4 separate regions of the Mus musculus genome follow, and all the other regions are linked to region 1. The links are chromatin contacts, called in public HiChIP or PLAC-seq maps. All regions are on one chromosome and are shown on one strand. Each heading gives the region's core, a stretch centred on a gene start, on an enhancer-like site or on the middle of the called end of the contact. The rest is flanking DNA. Distances are from core to core; before and after follow the strand shown.

Region 1 (3,029 bases), core at 362-2,861:
GAGGAGCAAGCTCTGCTCACTGTTGATGTCCAGCTCCTTTAGAGGTCCGGGCATCCCACTTCCCGGCCAGGACACTCATTAAGCCCAGGGATTCCATGGAAAAGGGGAATGTGCCCAAGACTAAGAGGCCTGAGAGGACCTCACAAACACATGCGCTCTTCTCTAAGACGTGGAGATCTACGCTGGTGTAGGTGGCTGTCCCTCAATCTCTAGCCAAAGGACCCTCTAGGTCTTCTACCAAAGCAAGAGAAAATGAAGTCTCCCTGACCCTGGGTCCCTGGGTCATTGTTTGGTCTTGTAGACAATTTCAAGTGTTCAGAAAAGTCATGGAGCCTAAAGAATGAAATCCGAAGGAGACCCGACCCGTTATCCTCCCCCCACCCACCCCCATTCTAAACTTGTGGCTGGTGGAGTCAGCACCTCAGGTCTTTTCACTTCCTCTGTTTGCTCTCAGTGTAGGGACTCACAAAGAAACGGTGAGAAGGCAGAGAGCAAGCCACCGAAAGAGAGCAGATCCCAAACAAACAGCACATAAACAGAGCCAACCAGCTAACGTCGGCCACATCCAACTTCTTGGCAGAGGCTGCTGCACCATCCCAAAGCACCCAGGACCCAAAGGACCACTCATCTGAGACAGTAATCACCATTATCACACCCTGGAAAACCATACGAGAAGTCAATGGCTTTGAAACATCACAGAAGAACGAGGAAGATACATTATTTCCATAACCAAGTCTACACTCCCTCGGGCCTTGTGCTCGCACTTATCCTTCATCCATGGGAACACAAGTCAAGTGTCTGTGGTTTGGAGAAGTCTCTGCTTCTCCAGTTGATACGTCTTCATGAAGAAGAAGAAGAAAAAAAGGAAACCCAGAGAGGATGTCCACAGTCAGGGGTAAGGAGGCCTAGAAGATGGGAAACTTTGAGCAGCCATACCACCCAAAGGACCACAAACAGGAACATTCAGGCAAGCCAGTCCCACTTGCCCTGTCAACTGAGCAATGATGTGGTAGCCAGCTATAAGAGACAAGCGGAATAGCCATGCAACAAACACGCTGAGGGTAGAAGCAGCGTCGTTGCAGCACCCAGGCCTTCCCTCGGAAGCTCCGGGGTTGCACGGAGCCAGCATACGGACACAAGAAGCCAGAGGGGCTGGAGCGAAGGGGAAACGACGACGGCATAGCACGGGGACACCAGGCCTCGCGTGGCGAACGGGGAGTGCACGCCCGGCCGGACAGCGTGCACGGGTGGGCGGGCATGCAAGTGGCTCGGCGGAAGGGTTGCAGGCGTCACCCGCGGGGCGAGCGTGGCGAGGCCGGAGGGAGTGGGGGCGCGCACGGGGAAGCTGGTTACCGTGTGGTTCACCCCCCACATCAGGACGCTGAGAATCGGCTCGCTGGCCCGGAATAGCTTCACTTTCTGGCACACGAAATGCTTCTTCTTGGTCTTGGTTTTGCTGGCGCTGAGCGGCGCCACCGCCACCGCCGTGGTGCTGGTGCAGTTGGACGACATGCCCGGGGCGGCGGCGGCGGCGAAAGGGGGGGCGGCGGAGACAGCGCACCAGCGAGCGGCCCCAGGCCTCCCCCGAACCGATCCCCACCCCCGCTGCCTCACCGAGCCATGGTCGCGCCCGTCCCGTTACCTCCCCACCCCGCCCCGGTGGTTCCGTCCGCCCCACGCCCCGCCCTCGCTGCGCCGGCCCGCCCCGCCCCGCCCCGCCCCGGGGAGCAGGCCAGCCTGATCCTCACCCCGCCCCCGGGCGGCACCGCCCACTGGATCCCGGCTCTCCCCTCCCCGTCGGAATGGTACCGCCCGTCCCCGGGCGCTTGCAGCTGCCCCGCCCACTCCTCCTCTCCCGGCCTGAAGGGAACCCAGCCGGCTTCACGCGGGGGAACGAGGAAGACTGGGGATGGACAGCCTCGAGGCACTCGGCAAGAAGGGCTCCCTACTCGGACACCCTCAAGGCCGGGCTTTGACTTTGCCTCCACATGAAGTACTAAAATGGCGGCAGCGCCGCCGCTTCGGGAGGGGAAGAGGGGCCGGCATGAGAAGAAGCTGGAACATACCATCTCCACCCCGGGGGACAGAGGAGTAACGCGGCAAAGGGGAAAGGAAGTCCTGCCTAGAAAACCAGGGACCGCCCCCTCGCTCCACCCAAGCGTGGATCTTCCCACTCCCCTGGGCCGACGGCTCGCTCCACCCGCAAGGTACGCCCCCTTTCCCGGGGGCCAATCAGAGGAGCAGGCCGGGAATCCTAGGTTTTATGAATGGGCCGCGCGCCCACCCACCTGCCGCCTAGCCTCCTCTATCCCGATGGTCAAGTTTAGACACCACTAGCATCTGTAGACGCGTATTGTAATAATCCTTTCATTCTTGCTCCAAGAAATCTCGAATAAACTGCCCATGGTTTATTATGTAATTCCACTTGGTCGAAGGGTCTCTGTATCCGACACAAATCACAGGTCAACACTTGGGATATCAAGACTCAGTACCAGGCACGTGGTAGATCGCTCTACACAGTTACAAAAATAAATGTAGCCTTTATTACCAAGTAATAAAATAAAAGCCATAATTAACTATAACATAGGGCAGAAGGATGAGATGATTAAATGAATAATGTTATATTGTCTGGGGAGAAACTGAGTTTTAAGAATTACAGTGCCAGCCGGTCGTGGTGGCGCATGCCTTTAATCCCAGCACTTGGGAGGCAGAGGCAGGCAGATTTCTGAGTTCAAGGCCAGCCTGGTCTACAGAGTGAGTTCCAGGACAGCCAGGGCTATCTATACTGAGAAACCCTGTCTCAAAAAGTAACAACAACAATAATTACAGTGACTGGAATTTTAGTGCTTAAATCCAAACATATTTTAGGAGAAATTAGGAACTGGTAGAACAACGAAATGGCTTAATATATGAATTAAGAGCACCTCTGAGGGCCAGATGGTCTGTAATCACAGCTCCAGAGACTAAAACAGGAGATCTACAGTTTAAGGTCAGCTACCGCTAGGGTGAATCTGTCGTCTGTTTAAAAA
Region 2 (3,029 bases), core at 225-2,724, 850 kb after region 1:
ACCATAAAATTAATTTCATTGCTACTTCATGGCTGTAATTTTGCTACTGTTACGTTATAAATAGCAATGTAAATATCTGTTCTCCAGTGGTCTTAGGTGACCCGTGTGAAAGGGTCGATTGACCCGCCCCCACCCCAGGCTGGTGTGACCCCATAGGCTGAGAACAACTGATCTACATCCATACCCATGACTTCGGGTCACCCCTGTCGCTGCAAAACACAGCAGGTGAGTGGAGCAGGAAAACCTGTGTTGGTGTTGCAACCATAAAGTCAAGTCAGACAGTTCTGGAAAATGTAATGAAAACAATAGCTTTTGGACTTCACTGCCACAAGCTCGCTCACGTCCATTCTGCACGGAGCCCCTCCATTCTGCCACTGTTCACTCACAAGGGCTCAGACATAGACACAAAACACTCTCCGGAGTTCAAATCCTTCCTTCCGGCCACCCCCAGGACATCAGGAGAAGGGATGTAGAAGAATGGTGGGACCCCTGCAAACAATCGTTAGGATGAAGGGTCCTTGAATAAGTCATCGCAGTCTCAGGCTTGAAGAAGGATTCAAATTGCCATCCTGGGAGCCCAAGAACATCTGGGTTGGCCTCTAGTTCAGTACTGAAAAGTTGGCAGGAAAACAATTCACCACATCAGACTTAAAGAGCTTTCAACTCCTAGAGCGACCATCTACAACAGCAAACTGAGACTAAACCACAGCGCCTCCTGGTGGTCAGAAGGGTTGGCCCTGTGAAGATTCAGGGGCATCCTCTGAAGATGAGGAAAAGACCGGGTCGGTACCAGGGACCTACAGAGAACAAAAAAAAAAAAAAAAAAAAAAAAAAAAAAAAAAAAAATAGCGGGAGGGGGCTTGTGCTGCAAGTTGCTGAGAGGGAATCGTAGGATTCTGCACCCAGGGCAACCAAACCACCATCCTTTTGGCCAGCCAGGCTCTGGGCAAGAAAAGGAGGTTCTGGGAGGCCATTCTCGCAGCTGATAGGAGATAGCAACTGCTAAGTTATGAGAGGAAAGCCTGGGGCAGGAAATGGAATCCAGACCTGTCTCCCGAACATCAGGGTCTGGGATCTGCTCTCTCTTGGCATTGCCTGGCCAGGCCATGGCTCAGGTATCTGACACCTGGGGCCTAGAGTCATATGCCAGGAAACTCTACACTCTTGGGCCCCAGGTCACAGCTTTCAGCTGCTGAAGCAAACAGGACTTCTGAAGGAAGAAACGGGTCTCCAGAGCCCACTGGCAGGGGGACTACTTCCGGAAAAAAGGCAGGAGCACAGGAGAGGACTCTGCCACCAACCAGGGTGAGAGGCAGGAAGGAGAAGGGAGAGAGGTGGGAAGGTGAGCTAATCCAGGAGCTGAAGCAGGATGGGGTAGATGCTTTCAGAAAAGGGGGAGTTGATGTGCACAGAAGGCGGCGCCAGAGGCACCCGCTACCTACTTGTATATTCTGAACAACCTGGGATCTATCGCTAATATGTCACTCTTGTGACACGAGTGCCAGCCAGGCCGCCTCCCTGGTGTTTACCTGGCCTCCCTTGGCAGTCATACAGGTACTTAGAGGACAAAAATGTTTATTTCAACGAAGGAAATGAAGATTCAAGCAGAAGAAATAGCTTGGACAGGCCCCTTGGGCCCATTTCAGCAGGGCAAAGGGACAGAAGGACCTCACAGATTAATCTAGAATCAATAGAACCCAAACGTTCCAAGTCTAAGGGATTCCTTCCCCCGGGGTCCTGTTGAAGAGAGAGAGACAGAGACAGAGACAGAGACAGAGACAGAGACAGAGACAGAGACAGACAGAGGGACGGTCGGACAGACCAATGGACCTTGGGCTAAGAGAGCCCTGAAAGGACAGGCTTGGGTCCAGAGAGGGTCCACTGAGGGACTCTAGCAGGAGCGAGTTTCAGTGGGACGTAGAATTCTAACTTTGCTCTTCTGTCGTAGGTTCGTCTATTCCCCAGCTTCTCCTCCACTCCAGGATTATGTTTATCTGCGACCATGCCCCTACTAGCTCCTCGCCTCCTGCCCCTCCTGCTGGTGATTGGCACCGGGGGCTCTGTGCCCCGCCCCCTGGCACTGCCCCAGGGCTGCTACGTAGCAGAAGAAGCCGGGGAACAGACATTCCGCTGCAGCCGGGCTGGTCTGAGTGCCGTGCCCAACGGTATCCCCAACGACACCCGAAAGCTTTACCTGGACGCCAACCAGTTGGCATCAGTGCCAGCTGGTGCCTTCCAGCACCTGCCTGCCCTGGAAGAACTAGACCTGTCTCATAACGCTCTTGTTCATCTCTCAGGGGCTGCTTTCCAGGGCCTGGAGGGCACTCTGCGCCACCTCGACCTCTCTGCCAACCAGCTAGCATCTGTGCCTGTGGCAGCCTTCGTGGGGCTGCAGATCCAAGTGAACCTGTCTGCCAACCCATGGCGCTGCGACTGTGCCCTACAGGAAGTGCTCAGGCACGTCAGGTTGGCTCCAGGCTCCGGGACAGGCATTGTGTGTGGTCCAGAAGCCCGACCAGATCTCGTGGGACACGAGTTCCTTCTGCTCACCAGGGAGGAAGAGCTGTGTGGGACAGGACGAGGTGGGACCCGAAGGAGCACGGATGTGGCCCTGTTAGTCACCATGGGGGGCTGGCTGACACTGGTAGTGGCTTATCTGATCCGCTATGTGTGGCAGAACCGAGATGAGACGCGGCGCCCGGTCAAGCGGGCTCCTCCCGCGCAGCCTGTGCGCTCAGAGGACTCCTCTACACTCAGCACAGTGCTCTGAGCTCTTGGCCCTATGCCCCAGCCTTTCACCTACTGCTCTACCACCTCCTCTGCCCCATCTGCCCTCTATCCCAGCTGTTCTCAAGCCGGGGATGGGGTAGGGGCGTGGAATGACCCTTTCACAGGGGTCACATATCAGATCTCCTGCCTATCAGAGACTTACATTACGATTCATAACAGTATCAAAAGTACAGTTATGAAGAAGCAGCTTGCTCTCTCTCTCTCTCTCTCTCTCTCTCTCTCTCTCTCTCTCTTGGTTG
Region 3 (3,029 bases), core at 250-2,749, 690 kb after region 1:
ACTCATTCCAAGGCTACCCCCAGAATGAAGTCCTGTCCTCCCAGTGGGAGAGGGGAGCTTGTGGAGAGCATTGCCATGTGACTTGTTTTCCTTGCCTTAGAAAGAAGTATCCATCCAGGAAAACCCCACCCACTAGGTGTTAGTCCCACCCACTAGGTGTTAGCAGGGCCAGACTGACCTGTGTGCCCCCCGCACAGGCTGGACATAAACACACGCCAGTTGACACAAGCATTTGTAATTACTCTTTATTGCCAAGAGCCGACACTGCCCAGGATTCAGGGAAAATAAGTTATAGCAACCGTGGCATCTGAAAGGTATTGCCACGCTGGGGAGAGGACCAAACTGCAGAGGGCACAGATCCCGGGAGAGCGATGGTGATGTTCACAGAGAACATCTCTTTTCTGCCTTTGGCCACAGAAATGTCTAGTCCCTCCTTGTGCCCTAAGAGGCAAAGTGAAGTCAGGGTCTTAGTTACCTAGGGCCAAGTGAGGGGCTAAAGGTAGAGGGATTCCTAGCGTAACCACAAGGAAAGGTTTAAACCCCAGAACCAAGCTTCCAAGAATCATTTCTTAGTCACAGGATGACACAGGGAGGCCGGCTGTTGGTGATCTTTTCTACAGGTTCTCCATTGCTGGCTCTTCGGATGGCTTCCATGAGCTAGCGGACAGAGACATGGGCGAGTGTCATGCACAGGAGAGGAGGGTGTGTCTCGTCTCAGCCACCCTCCCGAGGTACATTAAATACTCACGTCTTTCTCATAAGGAAACCCTCCATTCTCCAGCTTGGAGAACACCAGCTGTCCATTGATCTCAATCTCGAAGGCCCCTGGTAGGAAATAAATGCAAGAACGAACTAAGAACAACAGGCAGAAGTTCAGGGAGGTCCTTGGCACCACCTCGAGTCCAAGCAAGACTGTTCATGGCCTCGGCAGACACCGATCCTGAAGCCATTCAGCCCCAAACCCCAAAGTCCTCACCCGTGCGTCTTTCCAATACGCCATTAAGAGTTCCTTCACTCCAAACCCACAGTAGGCATTTTTGCTATGTGTCAGACCCTACTAGGGGCTTTATATACAACAGCCAATGTCAGCTCTAGAATGTAGGGAGAGCTGGAGTTTTATCACATGGACTGACTCAGCAGGTGCTCTGCGGACCTCACCTGTCCCCCCGAGTCGCGACTCAATCTCAATGCCCGGATACTCCTCCTTCACAGCGCTCGCCAGCTCCAGGTAGGTCGCCTCAAAGCCGCAGGGTTTACTGGGGAGAAGAGACGTGGAGTGAGCTGGGGTTCCGGGGGTGGGGCCTCCCGTGGATCCACCCCCATCTTGCGGGCGAGCACAAGAGGCTCCTTTTCAACCCGAGTGGCTTACCAGTACTCCACCACGATGTGGACTCCACTGCCTGCTTCCACCTCCCCGGGAGGGGGCACTACGGACACCGGCGCTGGCTCCCCACTCATTGCTGCCCGCTCCGCTGCAGGGCTGCTTCCGGGTGTGACGCCACGCCAAAGTCACGTGGGGGGCGTGTCCGTGGGCGTGTCCGGACCTCGCTTTGCGTCGGGGCGCCCTCTGCCGTCAGCAGGTACTGCTACATCTTGATCCAGCTGCAGAGCGAATATCCTGGACCAGCACTGATCCTGGGTTCTGAGAGCTCATTGGCATCCAATGCTCACAGTCATGGATTTGCTTACTAACGAACTGCCTGTGATCACAAAGCTATTTTCCATTTACAAAAGACAGAGAAAATGGGGCAGGCGGCCGAGGTAGCTGATGGTCTGTGATTGGTGTTGCTATTTACCTCTCGAACGATGATAGCGTTTGAAACCACACCATACTGCTTTTCTTTCGAGTTCTTTTTTTTTTAACTTTTAAGAATATTTTAATTACGTATATATGTGTATAAGTGTGAATTTATGCATGCGAGGGCATCTTTAAAACTTACTACATTTATTTATTAATTTGTGGACGAGTGTGTATTGGAGGTGGGGGCCATGCCATAGCATGCTTTTGAAGGTCAGAGTACAGCAACTTTCGGCCTCCTCCATCTTATCATGTGGGTCCCAGGGATTGAACTCAGAGTATCAGATTCTGTCTCAAAGGTCTGTCTCTTACAGGTCAAGCGTCTTCATCAGCCCAGAACTCTAGTTCTTTTGACTCTGAAGTGCTGACCCCCACTTTATGCACACTCCTCATCCCTGCCTCTTGCTAGAGGGCTAGTGTCATTGAACTCAGTTTGTAATTCTGGAACTGCAGCCTGGGTCCTCCCTGTCTCTTCCTTCCCTGAAGCACCACTACAGTATCGTAACAAGTCACCCATTCTGGTGTCCCTTGAAACTGTTCATTGTTGGGTCGGTCTGTGTTTGCTGAGTTCTGACGTCATCCCATCTAGTTATAGGATATTTCAATGGATCTAAGAAGGCCTTTCCTGTTTGCTTGCAGCTTCCAACTCCAGCCCCAAGCAATCGCTGCTCTGCTCTCTAAACTTTTCTGGACATTTCACATAAATGGACTCTTGCAGCATGTGACGTTTGCTCTGTTGTATCAGAGCAAGCCTCCATCCAGTGCTGTGTCCCAGGCGTTCCTTTCTATTGATGAATACTATTTCATTCTGTTGTATAGAAAAAGCACAGATTATTTGTCTATTAACATTAATCTGGGTTTCTTTGGGTTGTTTGTTTTGAGTAAATGTCTTGTAGATGCCTTTGTATGGATGTGTTGCCATTTCTCTTAAGTTCCTTAGAGTAAAATTAAAACTACTGGGCTGCGAGAAATTTATATTTAACTCTTTATGGATTGCCTACCTGCTTTTGTTTTTGTTTTTTGTTTTTGTTTTTTTTTTTCTAAGCAGCTGTAGCATTTTACACCACCAAAAGGGCACAAGGAGTTGTTTCTTCATAGCCACCACAAATACTGGTTGCCTGTCTCTTTGATGATATTACTTTTTTTTTTTTAGATTAAATTTATTTATTTATTTTATGTATATATGAGTAGACTGCAGCTGTACTGATAGTTGTGAGCCATCATGTGGTTG
Region 4 (3,029 bases), core at 141-2,640, 600 kb after region 1:
GCAGGGGAACTCCAGCCTCCTACCCCCACTTTGACCTAAAGGCTGCCCAGCGACTCTCTTGATCCTCCCAACATAACAACAGGCTGGGTTTTGCCATTCCTCACCACACCCCATCTGGAAGAGGGGTCCTGGGCCAAGCTAGGAACTGGCAGAGATGCCCATGTCCAGGGACAGCACCCCAGAAAATATGTAAGTCAACAAACTGTGGCCAGGCCTAGGCTGGAGGACATGGAGCCTGTCCACCAGAACATCCTATTCCCAAGAGCAAAGCTTGGCCCCTGATGCGCTCTCTCTCTCTCTCTCTCTCTCTCTCTCTCTCTCTCTCTCTCTCTCTCTCTCTCTCTCTTCCCCCAGAGGGCACTGAGTCTGGGGCAGAACAGCATGCCCCTGACCTCATTTCCATAAGACTCCATTGGCCTCTCAGTCTACCCCTGGGGCCAGAGTGCCCGGCTAGGAGTGGAAAAGTTGCCTGTGGAGTTACGGGTGTGGTGGGGAGGGCTCCTGCTGTTCCTGGCCTAAGAGTGACCAGAAGAGAGGACAGCCAACACAAACAGAACCCCAGGAGGGCACAGACAGGCACAGGTCCACACACACACCCCTTCTGGGCACTACAGAGAGGCACTCAGTCCTCGCCAGCCTCAGAGAGGGTAGTGCCAGCTCCTGCGGAGAGACTCAAGGGCTTGGACAGATAAACAAGGGTACTTAACCCACAAAGTAGCCCCTCTTCTCCATCACACACACACACACACACACACACACACACCTCTGTAGAAGAGACTGGCACCTCAGAATGATCACACACCCCCAGCTCTGTTCCCCAACGCACCAAGCCCACACATGTGATAGCACGTGTACGGGGAAGGCAGCCCCCCAACCCTGCCCCTGGGCTGATTCTGTCCCCTCCCCCAGTAGCTGCGGAGAAAAGGCAAGAGACACGTGAATGCTGGGTACATTGTGGCAGGGACTCATTCCCCCCCCCCCCCGGAATTTGCTCTCACATTCACAGCCTCAAGCCCCTCTCCTGCATACCACCCCCCCCCCCGCAAGCTGGCACCCGCCTGCCCATCACCTTGACAGTCTCTGACATCCTCCTCCACACCCACACCCTCCCCCGCACACACGCAGTCCTCCCACACGCTGCCACTCACACCCGCATCTTTGACACTCTGACACACTTACATAGACTCACACGCTCACACCGCACCGACCCCCACCCTCCCCAGCTACAGCACTCCAGGCCTCTAGCATTCACTTGCACATACTCCCTACCACGATGATGACTGACAGGTGTCCTCCCACGCACACCTCTCTCACACTCGCTTTCTAGGACACCCCCATTCACAGCGTGACATGCTGGCACTCTCTTCTCGACCTCACGGGCCTCCCTTAAAAGTCCACGTCCCGAGGGGGGGTGGGCGAAGAGGTTAAAGCCAGAGTCCCGGCTGCAGCTGCCCCTGCCCCCTCCCCTTAGCGTCACCGCTGGACTTCATTAATAATACAACGCCGAGTTCTGGGGATACTGCAGGGGGCCCCCGGGCCGCTCCCCTAGCCCTGGCTCCCACTCCGCACCCTCCTCCCAGCCCGGGAGAACACGCTTCTCGATGCTCATTGGCCGCTTTCCCCTAAGCCCTCCCTCCAAACGCCTGGGCGCCAGTCCCTGGCAGAGAGGACGGGCTGGGACCCCAGGGTTGGGACCTGTGGGGTGCAGCCAGTAGCGGCAGAGGCGCGGAGAGGAAGAAGGCAGAGTGGGGGATAGACAGAAGCTGGTAGAGCAAGGCCGAGGGCAGCCCGCCGAGATAGCTCAGGCCGGCAGCCAGAGCCCCGCGCCCCAAACCGGTGGCGCGCAGCTAAGGCGCGGGGATCCTGAGCTCTGACCTGGGGACGCTGAGCCCGGCGCTGCAGGCGAGCCCCGCTGTTCAGTCCTCCCGACCGTCGCGCGTTCTCCTCGTGGAGCGCGGGATTTTCCTGGGTGCGGGGACAGTGCTCCTCCTCCTCCTCCGCGCAGCACGCGCCACCCGCAGCTCCGGACAGCCGAGCAGGGCTCAGCCAGACACCCCAAGAACGCTCAGCCGCCCGCCATGGACCCCAAGGACCGCAAGAAGATTCAGTTCTCTGTGCCCGCGCCCCCGAGCCAGCTCGACCCCCGACAGGTGGAGATGGTAAGGGGGCCGCGCCCCATCCACGTATCACCCCCAACACATATTCCCCCACCCCAGCACAGTCCGTCCCGTCCCATGTTGGATCCAGCCTGGACTGCAATGGGGCGCCCCACAGGACTGGAAGTTCGCCGGAGACTCCTAGCAACTTTTCTCCGGACCTTTAAGCCTATCTTGGGCGGGAGAATTCCTGCAGTGAGCGTCCGGAGACTATCAATCAGTTCTCGGGACTGCCCTTTTGGCTCTTATATAGCCCCGCTAGGCTAGTCATTTATTCCCCGCAGAGACCCCATCACCCTGGTGGTATCCCATGGACAGATACAAACAGCTCTGGCGTCTGAGGCTGTCACTTCAACCACTCATGGTCTAGAGGGCCACAGTCTCACCCTATAGGCCTAGTTGTTGGTGGTGGTGGGGTGTCCCCAGAACGTTATTCTGACTACTCTCTGCTCTCAAGACCTGGAACTGCAACCCCAGGGAGTGAGCTGACATCTCTTCCTTGAGGGTTGGGAGACCTACAAAGGTGTGAGGGAGAGTGTCGGAGGCAGAGGTCTGTTCTCCTCGACCTAGCAAGGACACTTGTTGCTGAGATGCCAATGGCTCTGAAGAGGGAGAGCAGTAAAAAGTGGGCAAAGCATGTCTTGGTCTTGGGGTGCTTGGTTGGGGTGGGCTGAAGCCTGGGCCTAAGCAGCCTTTGGCAGCAGCCGCTCCAGCCTCAATTACCTGGTCCTCTCTCTATTTCCCTGGAGCGTCAAGGGGACCTAATTAACTGACAGTTGGTCTGATTGCCAAGCTAGGGTGGCCAAGGAGAGCAATTTTACATTTTTTTTTCCCATGAGAACTGGGTGATAAATTCTACAGCTTGAGAAAGAC

The links. HiChIP or PLAC-seq counts read pairs in DNA pulled down with a chosen protein or histone mark.
Region 2: an H3K27ac HiChIP or PLAC-seq map of large pre-B cells shows a contact between it and region 1, with 3 times the contacts expected there. The contact joins the promoter of Lrrc3c here to the promoter of Pip4k2b in region 1. A contact is called at or near these places in 2 of 115 datasets of contacts at active chromatin or transcription factors (large pre-B cells and pancreatic cancer cells).
Region 3: a contact with region 1 is called in an HNF4G HiChIP or PLAC-seq map of pancreatic cancer cells. The contact joins the promoter of Mien1 here to the promoter of Pip4k2b in region 1. A contact is called at or near these places in 4 of 39 promoter capture datasets (cranial neural crest, liver, pre-B cells and 1 more) and 1 of 115 datasets of contacts at active chromatin or transcription factors (pancreatic cancer cells).
Region 4: an H3K4me3 HiChIP or PLAC-seq map of bone marrow-derived macrophages shows a contact between it and region 1, with 6 times the contacts expected there. The contact joins the promoter of Ppp1r1b here to the promoter of Pip4k2b in region 1. A contact is called at or near these places in 1 of 39 promoter capture datasets (liver) and 2 of 115 datasets of contacts at active chromatin or transcription factors (bone marrow-derived macrophages and pancreatic cancer cells).

The regions. Positions count from the first base shown.
Region 1 is chr11:97,743,093-97,746,121 of GRCm38.p6, forward strand. It overlaps Pip4k2b (phosphatidylinositol-5-phosphate 4-kinase, type II, beta), which reads right to left and starts at 1,612. Exons shown (of 10, transcript NM_054051.1): 1 at 1,354-1,612. The coding sequence starts at 1,512. It overlaps Cwc25 (CWC25 spliceosome-associated protein), which reads right to left. Exons shown (of 10, transcript NM_026186.4): 10 at 2,378-3,029. It overlaps Mir8102 (microRNA 8102), which reads left to right and starts at 1,805; the gene lies at 1,805-1,943.
Region 2 is chr11:98,596,817-98,599,845 of GRCm38.p6, forward strand. Lrrc3c (leucine rich repeat containing 3C) reads left to right here and starts at 1,475. Exons shown (of 2, transcript NM_001195544.1): 1 at 1,475-1,554; 2 at 1,949-2,770. The coding sequence starts at 2,003. The coding sequence ends at 2,770.
Region 3 is chr11:98,437,489-98,440,517 of GRCm38.p6, forward strand. Mien1 (migration and invasion enhancer 1) reads right to left here and starts at 1,500. Exons shown (of 4, transcript NM_025559.2): 1 at 1,370-1,500; 2 at 1,159-1,256; 3 at 749-825; 4 at 220-657. The coding sequence starts at 1,458. The coding sequence ends at 574. Erbb2 (erb-b2 receptor tyrosine kinase 2) reads left to right here. Exons shown (of 27, transcript NM_001003817.1): 27 at 1-228.
Region 4 is chr11:98,347,016-98,350,044 of GRCm38.p6, forward strand. It overlaps Ppp1r1b (protein phosphatase 1, regulatory inhibitor subunit 1B), which reads left to right and starts at 1,391. Exons shown (of 7, transcript NM_144828.2): 1 at 1,391-2,159. The coding sequence starts at 2,079.